Linked DNA regions of Mus musculus: region 2 is linked to region 1. A link is a contact called in public HiCAR-type data. All regions are on one chromosome and are shown on one strand. The core of a region is the stretch at or near the end of the contact, and the rest is flanking DNA. Distances in the headings are between cores, read along the strand shown.

Region 1 (3,810 bases), core at 40-2,539:
GGAACACGGTCCAGGGAAACAGGATTCAAAGACCTCGCGGGCTCAGAGCTTCTTGACAGCGGGCTTCGTCGCCCAGCATCGTGTCCCAGCCAGCCCGACCCCGGCCCGAACCACGGGACACCTCGTTTGCACCCTTTTACAAAGGGTCAAGGAGTGGGCAAGCCAGTAACCCAAACGAGCTTCAGAGACTGGGGACCAAAGCCTCTCGGGCCCCTAGCTGCCCAGTTTCAGAACCAAGAACCCGGGCTGACCTCCGCCCGTCCAGGCCTCGAGGAGCGCCCACCCGGAGCAGGCCGGGCGCAATGAAGGAGGCGACCGGAGCGGCGTGCTTCAGTTCCGCGACGTGGCACGTACCTTGGAAGCGATGACCCAGATATCGGTAGCGGTGGATGAGCCAGGGGTAGAAGGTGGACGGGTCCCGCTGCTGCGAGGCGAAGAGGGGGTGTGGCGAATGCGAGGAGGGCAGGGGGTGGGCGGCCAGGGCGTGCGGCGGCGGCACCGGGTGCACCGGCACGGCGGGGTTGGGCGGGTGCGAGACCGCCTCGGCGAACACCAAGTCCGGGTTGGAGTAGACGCCCCTGCCGGCGGCGGCGGCGGCGGCGGCCGAGTGGAAGCCGTTGAGGAACGGATTTATGGGACTGGAATTGGCGTAGCTGAGTGCCGCGGGACGGATGGGATCCTCGGAGCGCGAGGCAGGCAGGGGACTGTCCTTGGCCACCAGCGACTCGATGGTGAAGCAGCGCTTGGGCGCCGGCTGAAACATGCTGCGCCGAGGAGCGGGCGCGCTGGGCTCCCTGCTCCCGGCGACCGCGGCGCGCTGCCTCCGCCGCCCGCTGCCCGCGGCGAGGACCGAGGAGAATGGGGGACTCGTTTGTTTGGGGTGGGGGTGGGGGTAAGGAAAGGAAGGAAGGAAGAAAGGAAAGGAAAAAGGAAAGGAGGGGGAGGGGGAGGAGAGGCAAAGCCGAAGATCCCGAGAATCTTGCACCAAACGCGCCCAACCTGGAGAGAGGGGGGAAAATCCTTCCAGAAGAATTTGCAGGCGTGGATTGGGGTAATATTTTTTTGAGCGAGGTGGCGTGGGGGGGGGGGAGATTGGAGTTAGAGGCAGGGAGGGGGTTTTCGGGGAGGCAAAAAAAAAGTTTTCTCTCCTTTGCAAAAGGCGGGCAGGGCGCCCTAAGTCCAAGGACAATCCATGGAAGTGTTCGCTTCTTCACTAGTAGTGCAAACGATTTGTTAGTTCATGAGCCTAATTAGTGCGGGGATCACATAAACAGCTTCCTCCGAAGCCTGGTAAATGGCTTGATGATTGGTCGCTATTACTCGCCCTGAGGTGGAAGGGGGGAGACTCTTTAAAGTGCGTCAGAGGGAGGCGAACGCCTGGGAACCCGGAGGCCTGGATCCGGGCCCAGAATGGAACGGAGTCGGCGCTACTGCCCCGGCTGTGCCTCCAGCCGCCCGCCCGGCCGCCGACCTCTTGGTGTCTTCGCCCTGCGCTCCGGGCTAGCTCCCTCGCTCCTGCGGCGCCCGCTGCGGCTTCTCTCCTCCTCCTTCGCCTCCTCCGCTTCCCTCTTCTCCTCCTCTTCCTCGTTCCTCTCCTCCTCCTCTTCCTCCTCCTCCTCTTTCCCCCTCCTCCTCCCCCTCAGCCACCGCCTCCTACTGCACCCACACCACTCCCACCGGGGCACCCGGGTCCCTGCAGAGTCTCGGGGCTGCGCTGCCTTTGCTGCGGACCCCTGGATCCTAAGCCTGCGGCGCTGGAGCTGATGGGACTGAATCACGGACGGACACGCAGATTTCTTCACACCCTAAGCTCCGCTGCGGTTGTCCCCTGGAGGCCCGCGCCCGGGTCACTGAGATGGCTTCGGGCGCCCGGCGAGGGTAAGCGGGCGGGGACTGGTTCCGGGCAAGGGCTAACCCGCTTCACTCCTACCAATCCCCACCCCCAGCAAAACTCCCGAGGTTTCCTAGGCGCTCGAGGGGGGGGGTCCTCCCACCCCTCCAACCAAGCGTAGCTTCGAGGTTCCAGGGTCCACGCGTTTGCAGTCTTTGACCCGGCTGGTTCGTTTTTTTAAGTTCAAACCTGAGGGGCCAGCTGCGCCTGTACCGTGGCAGTGGACTTCCAGCTTGCACCCAAGAGTTTCTGCTTATCCTTTCTGGAGGGTGGTCACTTCTGTCCCCAAAACAGCTCTTTCTGGGAAATGTGGGGTTATTTGGGAAAGGAGTCTTGGGTCCTAGGTCAGAAGCTGAAGTTATGACTGTGTTATCGTTCCATTGTCCTTAGTGGCGTTGACACTGTTCCCATTATTGCTATTATTACTGTACCTATTTTTATTCTGACATCTGTTGTCCCAGGGCTGGGTTGCTCTACAAATCCAGGTTTCGCAACCTGGCACTTAGGATTGTGTCTCCGGTCCTAGGCCCTGTCCGCATTTTCGAGCTTGCCTTCGGTTTTGGGATGATTTTAGGGCCGACTTCTCTCGTCCCCATTGGCTCACGCTGAGGCATAATTATGATCACATCCCCCCAGCCTGCTGGCGCTGCTCTCTGTTTATTGGTGGTTAAAGATCTATTATCTATTCATCAGCCGCCTCCCCCCCCCCACACACACACCCTTTGCCAATTACATTCTTCTAAAGTGAAGTACCAGCAGGTATTTTACAATTAATGATAATTTTTTTCTGGCGTCCTTTAAATCTGTTACTCCCAGGTCGAAGCCATTTATCCTAAGAGGGATAAAATATCTGTGCTTGGTGGCTAGGTTGCCTGAGACCCGGGAGAAGCAGATCTGGAGAAGACAGACGTGAAGTCCTCTAGAGGGACTATGAAAGCCACCTGATTCCACCAAGGGTCTGGGTCTTAGGACGCTCCAGGTAGTCCCGGCAATAATAATAATAAGGAGAGGTCTCCTGTTTGGTTTCTTGGGGTTTTTTTTTTGTTTTGATTTTTTTGTTGTTGTTTTGTTTTTCCTCTACTGCTGTTCAGGTTGTGTGCGTTTCTTGTATAGCGTTCATGTGAGAAGGCAGAAGCTCAAGGGAGCCCCTAGGTAGAATGGGAGTTGAGAAAAGTGTTTCCACCTCAGCTTTGCTCTCCTCGTGGTATAAATCTGCCCTTGCCTTAGACTTCAGATCATTTCACCTTCTATTCTAGATGGCCTTCTTTCTTTGTCCCTTTTTGGGGGCAAGTTCAGAGATTATGGGCATTAGATTCAGCCCTATAAAAAAGGGTATGCATTTGAGGCCACATTCTCCTCATTCCTGAACCAGACCCCAAATATAGCTGAGAAATCTCTCCCTAGTTTCATCTGGGTTGTGGAAATAGAGGCTGTGCCTCTGAAGACTGGAGCCCAAAGAAGGGCGGAAGTCTTGGGCCATGCCTAGTCAAGCAAGATTCAGAGGAGCTAGGGCTTCTAGAAACAAACGCTAGAAACAAACGCTTCCACTTGGTCACACTGCAGATACTCTGGAGGAGGGTGAGAAGGTGAGTCTTGTCTTGAATGGGTCTGCAATGCTGTGACTACAAATTAGGACCACTAAACTCTTCACTCAGAACCAAATACCTCCCCCAGCATTAGCATCATTAGCATTAGTACGCTTGGCTGTGGGTATCACAGCCATTGACTTTGAGCGGCAAGGAATCCAGACCTGTTTGGAAGATTTGATTGAAACTCCCATATGTTGGTGGGACTTACTTGATCCCTCACCTCTCTGTACCAGGGTGTACTGGGGAAATGTCTTGAGGGAATGAGCACCTAGCTTCAGACAAGGGCCTCCAGTCTCTTGCATGAGGCAGGGGCATATCACCAGTTTCATG
Region 2 (3,745 bases), core at 30-2,529, 230 kb before region 1:
CTTTCTTCCCTGTGGCTATTGTCTACTTCCCTGAGTTCTACCCTTAAGGTGTGGTTCACCAAATTACCACAGTCATGTCATTAGGGACACTAAGGGACTGTCATGTCCTAGGACCTAGCCGTGGGTGTAGGTATCTCAAATGTCCCCTGGCAGCACATGCATCTAGACTTGGTCCTGCTACCAAGCGTCCCTCTGAAAGGCCCTGGCAATGTCAGACTCCAATCTGGTCACCCTGAACAACGCATGCTAGCTGACGCCTTGCCCAGCATGCTTTGGTTTCTGGGTATCTAGCCTTTTCTCAAGTATGCTTTGACTTGTGGGGTATCAATCTATTTGTGTTGCCCTCTCTCCTCTTAAAGATCATTCATGCTTTCCTGCTATGTTCAGACACATTTCAAATTTTTTCTTTTCTGCCCTTTGCCCAGTTTCCTCCTCCACCAGTTTACAGTTTAAGCTCAGACATGGCCTCCTCTGGGAAGCCTTCCCCAATGCCCTTCCATCTCCCACAGCTGGCTGTGTGCCCCAGCAAGGTATCCAGGGAGTCCTGCATTCTGTGACTGTCCCCTGCTTGTCTCTCTTGTTGACTGAGTTAACGTACTTCCTAGGATCTGGTATTGAACCCTGAGTGGAACCATCTATAACATGAATAACTTAATAGATCCTCCATGGCTTCTTCTGTAGCTAGTACTCAAAGTTCTCTGGACATCTCAAGACAAGCATCTCAGAGTTCCCATGATGCTCTGGGAGATGTCAGAACTCTCCAGGGTCTGACCCCAGCAGAGGCCTGTGGTTTCACTGCCTGTGGAAATTGAGCTGGCAGATCAAAGGCAGCGGTGACTATAGTGCAGATTGCTAGCAGCCAGCATTATCAGAATATCAGCATCCGCGGAATTGATAGTTCAAAATTAAGTGAGTTAATGATTGACGTCCATTCGTAAAATCTGACCTACTGCCTCACCTCCTGCAAACAGTGCCTTTCCTACTCTGCCCCTGCTTGTAGGGATATGCCACATAGAAGTTCAGTTCCTGCTTGCCCTGCCCAGCTCTGCCCAGGCCTCAGCCAGGCTTCACAGCTACCCTGTACTCAAGTCCCCGCATCAGGCCTGTTAGATGTCTCAGGAGAGTCTTAGCACCTTCGTTGCCTTTCAGAGCTGAAAGCTCACAAATCTGACTAAAGGGGAAAAGCCTGGTGCAACTTTGCACCTGTAAAACATGAGTCACTTAATTAAAAAAATACTTCCAAATCAGGTTCATGATCCTCTCTGTGTGGGCAGGAAAGTGTGGTGCTGGTGTAGGTGAGAAATACCTTCAGCTGCATGGCTTAGCAAAGGGTGACCTGGGTCTGCATGTTCTCTGGCTGCCTGAATTTTGGAAAAGAACCCTCTTGTGTCAGGAAGTAGGGCAGGCAAGGCTGTTTCCCGTTTCTGTTCGGAAGCCAAGGAAGGGAATGGAAACCTCGGGAGGAAGAGCTGGGACTCACCACATCAAATGACGTCATGAGCACCCCTCAGGGAAATCTGTAGCAGAGTATCCCTCATGAAGACAGCCAGCATAATGGAACTTGTAGTTCAGACAAGGCTCCAGTTCTCTAGCCACAGGGTCCTCTGAAAACTAGATTGGTCTGGAATGACCCACTGGCCTGACACAGTCCTTGGCAGCACTGTGTCTTCTTCTGCAGAATAGGGATAATCTATCCATTCATCAATGGCGAGCATTCCTGCAGTGAGGTCAGCTACGTGAAGCCGTGCTGGCACCCTGAGGCAATGCCTGGTTCCAAGCCCACTCCCCTCCCTCCTAAGGGTTAGCCATATTCATTCTTAATGTCTGCACGGCACAGGTCACCTGGAGTCACTCCAGGAATGTGTTTCTTTGTGGCTTGTCCTAAACCTTTCTAGAAAATGGGCCGAGGACATAGGAAAGCAGGGTCCCAGGTTCTTTGTCACACATCGTGTCTAAGGGACATCAGGGGTCCTCCCCCAGAGTTCTGAACTACTGGCTGGGCTGATAGCATAGATGTGGGAGGTCAGAGCAACACAGATGGCAGGGAGCAGAAGATCACCGCTAACCACGCCCTCGGGTCCTTTAGCTCAACTTGCCTTTTGGGACCACATATTAATAAAACAATGGAATTTTTATTTCTCTTTCTCATAAATTACATAATTCAAACCTTAAAACACCTTTAATGAACAGTGAGTACCCATGTGACACTTAATAAAGCGGGCTCAGCTCAGTTTCTGCTTGACAGGCTACCAGCCGTGAATGTGCCTTGGGAGTAAATGATTAAGAGGTAGAGGCCTTTCCCGGGCTCTACTATTAAACACTTCAAAGGTTTCCCAAGCCAGAAAAAATGGAAAGCAAATGTGTCCACCACCTCTCAAATGCCTCGAATGTTTTAGCAGGTGCAAGCAATGAAGCCTTCCGTGGCGACGGCGGTTTGGGGTCTGCAAAGTGCACCCAACTGGATTCTGGGAACTCTGGACCAGATTCATAAAAATTCATGATTTCCACTGAGGAGAGATGGTCGTCTTCCGAGCCCATCTGCATATGTGGCACAGAAGGAAAATATCACAGGGTCCTCTGGGTCATAGTTCAGCTAAACCTCTTGGGTTCCTGGCTGGAATGGCAAGCCTCATTTATGCTGGAAGACATGGAGCGATTTTTCAGTTTGGTCTAGAGTTTCCTTTTTGTCTGTGTATGTGGGGTGGTGGTGGGGTGGTGATGCATATTCATGCAAGTTCGTGTGTGTGCGTGGGTATATGTGCATATGTGTCCATGTACACGGGAAGGTCAGAGGACAGCTTCAAGTGCCATTTCATTGAACCATTGTGTGTTTTGAGACAGGGTCTCTCATTGGCCTGGTGCTCTCTAAGTAGGATGGGCTGGCTGACCAGTGAGCATTTTCATGGCAGATGGACCTCAGGTCCTCATGCTTATTAGTCAAGTGAGTGACCAACTAAGCTCTCAGCCCAGCCCTGGGATTGTTACCTAAAAGCACATTTATGTTCAGGTCAAAGCCATGTTGTCTTTTGTTAGTCTGGGGACAGGCAGGTATATGAGGATCCAGGTATATTTATGCATGAGCTAGGACCACTCTGCAGACTAAAACCAGCACATTTATCACCCAGGACATGATTTTATCCAAATCCACTTCTCTGGCTTTGATTGGAAAAATGGTCTGAGCTTCTCATAGAAGCATTGGAACCACATGGCAGAATTCAGTATTTGTTCTTGGATTTTCTTAGTGTTCCAAGATGAAAACAGTAGGAGAAGTTAGCCATCTGCCTCTTTACCTTTAAATTTTGTTGTAATTTAGCTTTATAAGTCATAGACATCGCTCACATAGACATATAACATTTTATAATTTATAGTGGACATTCTGAGACATCCCTTCATCCTACTCATCAACAGTGACGCCAGTGAAGAACTGAGGGAAGATAACCATCCATGGACGAATGATCTGTCCTGCTTCAGCTCTCTTGCTTAGAGTGGGACCCATGAATTGGATCACTGTGTACTCAGGGCACCCATCTGTGAAATGGGTACAGACAGGCTCCATCTGCCCCTGGCACTCACACGGGTGTCTGCTCAGTTCTCAGAGCTCGCTGGCCCTATCTCTTCCCACGTTTTCTTTCTTATTCATGCAGGAACTCAGAGCTGTTGGCATATCATCTCCAGGATCTGGCCGGCACCTGTTTAGGAGACCTCAATTTTTATTCTTCCCCTGTCCTAATGAGCAAGGTAATGA

The links. HiCAR-type assays count read pairs that join an accessible place to other places.
Region 2: a contact with region 1 is called in a HiCAR-type map of kidney, with 4 times the contacts expected there. The contact joins the enhancer-like site here to the promoter of Emx2 in region 1. A contact is called at or near these places in 2 of 39 promoter capture datasets (hippocampal neurons and liver), 6 of 484 Hi-C or Micro-C datasets (cerebral cortex, nephron progenitors, neural progenitor cells and 1 more), 11 of 115 datasets of contacts at active chromatin or transcription factors (craniofacial prominence, embryonic forebrain, embryonic limb bud and 6 more) and 3 of 9 other capture datasets (adipose tissue, embryonic tail and pancreatic islet).

The regions. Positions count from the first base shown.
Region 1 is chr19:59,456,169-59,459,978 of GRCm38.p6, reverse strand. Emx2 (empty spiracles homeobox 2) reads right to left here and starts at 1,289. Exons shown (of 3, transcript NM_010132.2): 1 at 355-1,289. The coding sequence starts at 763. It also overlaps Emx2os.
Region 2 is chr19:59,684,620-59,688,364 of GRCm38.p6, reverse strand. It overlaps Gm41878 (a long non-coding RNA gene), which reads left to right. Exons shown (of 5, transcript XR_003952854.1): 3 at 3,645-3,738. All of the region lies in intron 1 of Gm46661 (a long non-coding RNA gene), which reads right to left. Among named protein-coding and RNA genes, the nearest start is that of Gm46661, 4.6 kb to the right of the region's middle. Within about 2 kb of position 1,279, at least 14 of the 459 cell types and tissues checked have an H3K27ac peak or open chromatin away from gene starts, as enhancers often do. A contact at or near this core is called in kidney, where this site is marked.